Regions from separate parts of the Hordeum vulgare genome. Here region 1 is linked to region 2. Evidence: chromatin contacts called from public Hi-C data. All regions are on one chromosome and are shown on one strand. The core of a region is the stretch at or near the end of the contact, and the rest is flanking DNA. Distances in the headings are between cores, read along the strand shown.

The links. Hi-C and Micro-C count contacts between places; a contact is called where the count stands out from the background.
Region 1: a contact with region 2 is called in a Hi-C map of leaf, with 1.7 times the contacts expected there. The contact joins the promoter of LOC123447164 here to the enhancer-like site in region 2. A contact is called at or near these places in 2 of 6 Hi-C or Micro-C datasets (both in leaf).

Annotation. Positions count from the first base shown.
Region 1 is chr4H:574,995,512-574,999,318 of MorexV3_pseudomolecules_assembly, forward strand. It overlaps LOC123447164 (E3 ubiquitin-protein ligase Os03g0188200-like), which reads right to left and starts at 2,250. Exons shown (of 1, transcript XM_045123744.1): 1 at 612-2,250. The coding sequence starts at 2,060. The coding sequence ends at 987.
Region 2 is chr4H:574,958,208-574,962,537 of MorexV3_pseudomolecules_assembly, forward strand. No RefSeq gene overlaps it. Among protein-coding and RNA genes, the nearest start is that of LOC123450792, 11 kb to the left of the region's middle. Within about 2 kb of position 2,809, at least 3 of the 3 cell types and tissues checked have open chromatin away from gene starts, as enhancers often do. A contact at or near this core is called in leaf, where this site is marked.

The DNA of each region.
Region 1 (3,807 bases), core at 1,000-3,499, 37 kb after region 2:
TGTTTCTATTGTATTTTTGAAAGGTTATTTTTATAAAGTTGTACGTTGAAGGTAGCCTTTGACCATCTCGAAAAGGACCGTTTTTTTATTTCTCGAAGACTGTTATTGTAAGGGTGTATGCTACATTGTATATAGCATTTGACCTTTTCGAAAACGACCGCAATATCTGAAGAACATTCCCTAGAAGTATTTCTTTCAAGTGAACGCTCAACTTGCTATGCCAAACCAACTATAGTTGTCACCGCAATTTCGTAGGGTTTGCCATGATCGCATAAGAAATTGTCATGCAGCAAAAAAAATTACCGCGTTTCGCAAAAAATAAAATAAAAAATTGGCGTTCATTCAATCGGGAACTTGCGGCTTTCAGGCCGTTCGTTGGGAGGTGAAACAAATCTGACATTCGCAAGTTATCGTTTCCCTTTCGAAAAACATCGACGATGCATTTTCTTTCCCGTCCTGTCTGGCATGCCTATCTCGGCCTCGGACGCTAGCCGCCAAAATCGACGGATCCGAATGCACCCGAGAAATAGACAAGATACAGTATTAATCATTCGCCTAGGATAACTTCAAAGTGATTTGACTTCAAAAACAAATACTCGTTAAACGATAAGGTCTGTTTACAACATTAGAACAACTGAATTTTGCTTATGGAATGCGTTCTTAGTGGAAGCGTCGTTGACATCCGTGAAGTGTAACCAAGGGCCACCAGGTAACATAGGAAGTAATTAACTCCTCGCCATGGCAGAACTAATTGCACAATCAATTTAGGAGGCTGTAATGCGTATCTGAAAACTTCTGTCTATGGCAACAGGTGCATGAATCCAAGGACATCTTCTTCCTCCAAAGTGAGAAAGAAACAATGGAGATGGCAAGCCATGGATTGCCGAGTAAAACCGTGCGTTTATAGGTCTAAAAATATATATATTCCTATTTGCAGGCACATAAGGAACTCAGACGAAGATTACACACAAGGACGAACGAAGAGGTCAAACCCGGTTTAACGCGTCAACGTCGGAGCTCTCTTTCTTCTCGTCACCGCCGGACCCCGACCCGCTCGGTTTCTCAACCGGCGCTCCGGCCACGGGATGAACCCGCTTGCTGCCGCCGTGCTCCTCCACGGCGTCCGATCCCCCGCGGCTCTGCCGCTGCCATGACATGGACCGCCGCAAGAACGAGGTCAGCCACCCCGGTGTCCTCTGATCCGCCGTGTCCGGGTACTCTGCGGCTAGGCTAGCCGCTCGCCGGTGCCTCCGGACGGCGGCCAGCTCCTTCATGACGTGCTCCGGCAGCCTGAGAGTGTGCCTGTCTGGCGCGTCCATGGCTGACTGCGTCCTGCGGTAGTGGTTGTACTCCGCGCCCGTGAACTCGTGCCTCCATATCGTGCTGAAGCTGGTGAGGGATTCGGCCGTGAAAGACACCACCGAGCACTCCTCGTCGAGCTCCTCCGGCTCCTCCTGCACGGCCGTGTCCGTCAAGTCGCCGCGGCTCTCGGCGGCGGCCGGGATCGCGGGCGGCGCGTTGAGGTCGGCCCGGCAGAGCGGGCAGGTGACCGCGCCGGCGAGCCACGGGTCGATGCAGTCCGGGTGGAAGACGTGGCAGCACGCCGGGAGGACCCGGAGCTCGTCGTTGTCCTCGAACTCGGTGAGGCAGACGGCGCACTCGAGCGGGCCCGACTTGGTGGCCGCCATACGCGCCTTCACGTCGCCGTAGACGGCCGTCGGGAAGGCCTCGACGACCTCCCTGTCGAGGCCGCGTGGGCGGCAGCGATCGGACTGGGCGGCGGCATCGACGGGCTGGTTAGGGGCCGTGGCGCGGGACGGGCGGCGAGGGACGGGGTGCGCGCCGGTGCAGCGGTTGATGTAGATTGAGAAGAGCGTGAGGGCGACGAAGGCGGCGATGAGGACGACGAGCACGACGACGGTGGTTGGCGAGAACCCGCCGGCGGTTCTAGAGGAGCCGGCGTGGCCCGTGCTGTTGGACGTCTGCTGGGCCAGAGACGGCAGCGCGGTCGATGAGAGCAGGAGAAGGAGAAGGAGCCGCGTGATCTGGCCGCGAGCCATTGCCGTCTCTTGGCAGGGGCGAACCGCCGGCCGGCCGTGCTGATTTATCGTGGCGCCGGAGAGAGAGAAAAGGAGGGAGGTTTTGATGGAACGGGAAGTGGTTGATTACACCTGGTGGATGGAAAAAGTGTAACGTAAGATCGAGATGGCGATGTGCGTGGCGAATGTTTGTGCGGGGCCACCGGTCATGGGCTGGGGTGAACAGGACGTGGGACGGGGACGTGTGGCTCGTCGGTGACGGTGAGGGGTTGAAGAAGAGAGGGCGGTGTGGCTGACTGACCGAGCTTCTCAATGGCTGCTGACATGTCCGTCAGCTCAGGCAAATTGTCTTATAAGTATATAAAAAATAAAATTATTGGTCTCTCATTTCTCTAGCTTTAGTCTGGCGTGTAGTGATCGTGTGGAGGATAACGAATGCCGGGTTATTTTAGTTTAAGTTCGTAACCGTCTCGTCTCATGCCTTTTTTTTTTCATGGCCGCATCTCTTGTTTACAGATTCAATAAGCCAAATTCTTATATACAATGGATAACGCGGCCAGACCTTGTTTAGAAGTAGCGTTTTGTTACTCTATTCATCTCCTGATCTCCTCCATGGTGCGGCGTGAGCAAAAATATGCTTGGGCGGTGCGGGTTCACATCACCTGCCATTGATCATGGAAGAAAGGCCAGCAAGAACGAGTCTTTGCTCCGGTTCAGTCCAAGCGCGCAGGTAAAAGACACCGACGTTGTGTATCGTAAATGTGTTTTCAAGGCGATTTAAAGGTCTGGCGGAAGGATACCAAAAGCAGAGATTGGACGGCACCAGCACCACTACCCGGTGTGGCTCAGCCTCTCTTGGGTCAGACCACTTTCCGGCCTGCCGGCCACCTGGCTCGCGTACATGCTACGCCCGGCGCCTGGTGCTAGTGATAATGAACGTATGAACTGTTAGACGATAAAACTCTTGTATTATACGTGACTTGTATAACACGTATAGGCGTGGGTGTAAGTTAAGATCTCTCTATATCTCGTTGTGTTTAAACTATAGATAAGATAGATTGATCTTAAACCACCCTTTGATGTATATCTCTTTTGCTTATGCCGCCTATATAAACATGCACGCGTCCCTGCTAAGAGCATACGCTTCCAGCCTTTTCCATATGGTATAAGAGCCACCTCTTCCTATCGACATGTCATCTTCCTCCTCAAGCTCCACCATGGCTGCTTCCCTCGCTGCGCGTGGCCACACCATAACCGAAAAGCTAGCTAGGGATAATTTTTTGGTGTGGAAGGCACATGTTCTTTCACATGTGTGCGCCGCTGGTCTCATGGGCTACCTTGATGGCACCATGGCCGAGCCGCCCGTCATTTAACCACCGAGACTGATGTTGCAGGGAAGAAGGAGATCTCTTCGACTCCAAATCCTGCCCATGTTCTCTGGTACACGCAGGATCAGCAGGTCCTCACTTTTCTCCTTGCCTCCCTGTCTCGTGATGTTTTCCTTCAGGTGCACTCCCTGGCTTCTGCAACCGGCGTCTAGACGGCGATCCAGCAGATGTTCGCGTCCCACTCCAGGGCGCGCCACATCCAACTCCGGGGGCAGCTCGGCAACACCAAGAAGGGGGACTCTCCCGTCGCCATCTACTTCACCAAGATGAAGGGATTTGTAGATGAGATGGCGGCGGCAGGAAAACCTATCGACGACGACGAGTTGGTTTCCTATATCCTGCAAGGATTGGACTCCGACTACAACCGGTACGTTGCCGCC
Region 2 (4,330 bases), core at 1,559-4,058:
ATGAGTAGTTTCATCAGGACCATCGGTTCCATAGTTGTGTCTAGATGGTTATCTATCTCTCTCTTGGATCTTATATACCATATTCTTGTTAGCGTTCTCACATGGTCGAGGTTAATTCGATGTAATCAGTGGTGTGTTAGTTGGGATATGATGAGTGGTCACTTTATGATCCGATTGTTCAATAAAATCAATTGGATTTTTTGTGTTTTTTTTGCTGTATAATTAAAGAGCTTTGTATTTTCTTTGATCTATCTATCTTCTTTGACCAAGTTCGGTGGGTTTGTCTCCACAAGGAGTATTGTTTGTTGTGGGTTCAATATAGTGATGATCTAACCTAGTGACAAACAGAGCTAAGACATGTATTATATTGTTACCATCTAGAGGAATCACGTCAAAAATCACGGTGTCCTCATTGTATTTGATTTCTCCAATCCCTTCTTTACTTTCATATGGAATGTCTTCACTTTCCTCTTACTGCTATCTAGACCTGCATGCGTAGGGTATTAACTAACTTATGTGAATTGCTAAAATTTATAAATAAATTAAATTTCATTTGATCAAGTAGTCTAATTCCCTTCACCCACCCATCTGACACATACTACGCAACCACGGCAGCTGTCCATGATGCCCACCACAACCTCTGTCCTACTGTCGCCCCGGAGGACACCAGCCACGCCCGGTAGCCTAATGTGGTGGATTGTGCAAGTTGTGAATTCATGTATTTAGGGATTGCCCAACCCGAAATTTTGGATGCCCAAATGTTAGGTACTCCCTCCGACCAAGTGTATAGGACATGCGCGTAGTTCTAGATCGTTAATTTAACTACTTAAATATGTATTGTTTATAATAAATAATATATCATTAAATTCATACGGGGATGTAGTTTCTGAATATGTAATTTTTATCGCATACTACCTCCGTCCGAAAATACTTGTCCTAGAGATGAATGTATCTAGACTTACTTTAATTGTAGATACATCCATTGTATGCATTTTTAGGACAAGTATTTTCAGACGGAGGGAGTATAATATATATTTAACTAGTTAAATTGACAACCTAGAACTACGCGCATGCCTTATACACTTGAACGGAGATAGTAGTAATGTTAATAATCTCTCCCTAATAATAAAGCAAATTCGGTTTCTGGTCGTCCGTCTTAGAAATTACCCCTAAAGTTTGCATAAATTACCCACCATGCCACCGGTAAGTAATAGAAAACGTTTCACAAAGCGTAAAATCTTGGACTCGGCCGACCCATGTAAAAACCTCCTATATTACGCTCTGCATACTGGGAGAATATCCAGCACACCGTATGGGCTGGCCCATACACAGGCGCCTGCTTTTAGTTCCGTTTATTTATTTATTTATTTTCAGTTTCGTTTTATTTTTTTATTTTAAATAATTTAGAACTTTAAATAATCTTTAAAAATTTAATAAACTGAAAATTATAAATCAACATATTTAAAAAATTAAAATGTTTGTGACTTCAAAAACTGCTCGGAGTTTTAAAAAAAATGCTCGCATATACAATAAAATGTTTGCAATTTTATAAAAATGTTTGTACAATAAGAATAGTTCATGATCTCAAATACAATTCCATGTATTAAAAATTATTAAATGCATTTAACAAAATGCTTTCCAATTCAAAATATGTCCTAAAATTTTAAAAATAGCTAATTCCTGTTTTGATGGTTTTTTTTTATTTAAAATTTCCCGTTCCATTTTTGTTTATTTATAATTTAAATAATTTAGAATTACAAAAACTTTTGCATATTAAAAAAATAGGAATTTGGATTAAAATGCTGATGAATTTTTATTTTGAATTAAAAATAGGATTCAAAAAAGCGCTGGATTTTTATTTTTTTTTGCAAATTCCGAAACAATGTCCATGAATTTAATAAATATATTACTGATTTATAAAAATGTTTGTTTATTCAGAAAAACTTCATGCATTTGAAAAATGTTTGTGAATTTAAAATAAAATCCTCCAACATAAAAAATTATGTTCGTCTTTTCTTGAATTGGTGGCCAATTCAAAAGAAAATATTTAAACCCGTTTGAAATATAAAAAATAATCACGATTTTTAGTAAATGTTTGTAAATTGTAAAAAATGTTCTCGATTTTAAAATCGTTCCCATATTTGTAAAATTGTTCACGAAAGATCTAATGTATGTAGTTAAACATTAATGCTTCTAAGTCTTTGTGACAATATACCTGTGGGAATTTTAAAGAATTAACTGTTGGATGGATCGGATTATTATTGTATGTTTTCTAAAAAAAATTCTTGAAATTCAGAATAAATCTTTGAGTTACCAGATTTTTGACAACCATGATATATATTTTTTGAAAATGTAAAAATTGCTTCAACTTGTGAATAAATTTAAAAGAAGAAACATTTTTTGCGTTTGTGCACAAAATTTCTAAATCAAGCGATGATACGTGAACATAATGTAATCACTATCATTGGAGATTATGTTTTTTTTCTTCCGTGACAACGCACGAGCCATTTTGCTAGCATTTTTATACAATATTGATTCTGGAAACCCAAAATATGTGTTACCCGGATTTTTGTGTAAACACGAACACCCAGTCTGGGTCATGCATGGACACCCTCTCCAACGAGACGGGCCGGCCAAAACGAAACAAAAGGTTGACGGCTGGTCCATGTCCATCCATGACGACGACGCATCATGAGAAAGGCGAAGTTCGATCTGCTTTCGTTTGATGGCCCGGGCCAGCGTATACGTACGGCCGAGATGCAGACCTAGACGTCCTACGCGAGAGAATCAATACGGCGATGGTGCGTATGGCTGGATCGATCAACCCACCGGCCGGTTGGCAGCGCGCACCTACTGCATCGCCCGAATGATAACAGTGGACAGATCGACGGTGACTTCACCGGCCAACCGACGTGAATACTGAGCCTGAGACTGTACCTAACTATTCCCTTCATCAGGAAATACTTGTCTTAAAAATGAATATAATGAATGTATCTATAATTAAAATAAGTCTAGATACATTCATTTCTAAGACAATTATTTCTGGACGGAGGAAGTATTAGTTAGGAGATAAAGAGTTTGCGGAAGATGCCGGTTAGGTACGTACATTTTTCTCACAAAAGCGATGACTTCATCCGTTACTAAAGCAACTTCAACCGACCAATCCATTTTATCAGCCCATGTTTCTTTGGAATGAAGTAAATATAAATGCTAACCCAATGCGACGATCCGAATCCAAATTGCAACTCAAATTCAAATTATGTTCGCTGGACGTGTGCGTCGATGCATTTCATGTCCATATTTAAGCCCCCTTTGCGTCGGCACGGACACCAAACAGACGCCACGTGCGCCCTCTCGTTGTTCGCCGCGTCCCCACGCGTCACTCGACCAACCGCACCACATGGTCTTATTTATTGCGACCACCTACCGCGGGCCCAACACATCAGCAAGTGGAAGCTACGTGAGGCCCATCATGCAGTCACTCGATCCATTTTCGGTCACACGGACGTTCGACCACACTCAAACTAAGAGGAAGCGCGAACGGCGAAAGGACTGCAACGGCCAGGGACCTAATCTCTCACATAAAGCGCCATCAAGCCATACGTTACCACTAATGTATAGTTAGAGCTGCAGTTTTAGGTAACTTCCGTAGTTATTGTCATTAAATGCCTTTGAAGTGGAGGCCACGGGTCCAGGCACACTCTATATAAGCTTGCCTTGAGCTCCCACACACAGGTTAAGCATTTTGTGTATTCACACTCCCCCCCATATGCAACACTAAGCCTCCGGGATCGAGACATAGGGTCTTTACCACTCCCGAGTGGGGCTTCAACTCGTACATCCAAGTGTTACAACCGTATAGTAGCTAGCCTCCGCCCTTCGTTCGCAACCCTCGTACTATTGTCACGTTCACCCCCTCGACAGTTGACGCCCACCATAAGGATGCGCGTTTAGCAAACTCCAGCGCAGTTGGAGTTTCAATCCTTTTTGTCATCATGATGACACTTGACAACGAGATCCTTTTCGGTTCCCCCAGCTTCACCCTCGATGATTCAGTGCGGCTGCAGGATGTGTTGCTGAATACCGATGAGTTGTCCGCTTCTGGTGCATCGCACTTCAGCGCGGTGGCGCACGGGGTCCTTATTTGGCAGCCGTGAGTGACGTACCTCTCGGCACACCCACGTCCTCTTAAGGTTCATTGCAAGCGCTCCGGGCGCTCATGGCTGCAGTGCTGGATCAAGCATGCGGTGGCTCTTCAAAGCCACATCAGGGCAGGTGGCCATGCTCGACTCAGATGAGCTCACTCTTAGCATGTTCCCTTCCTCGGGCG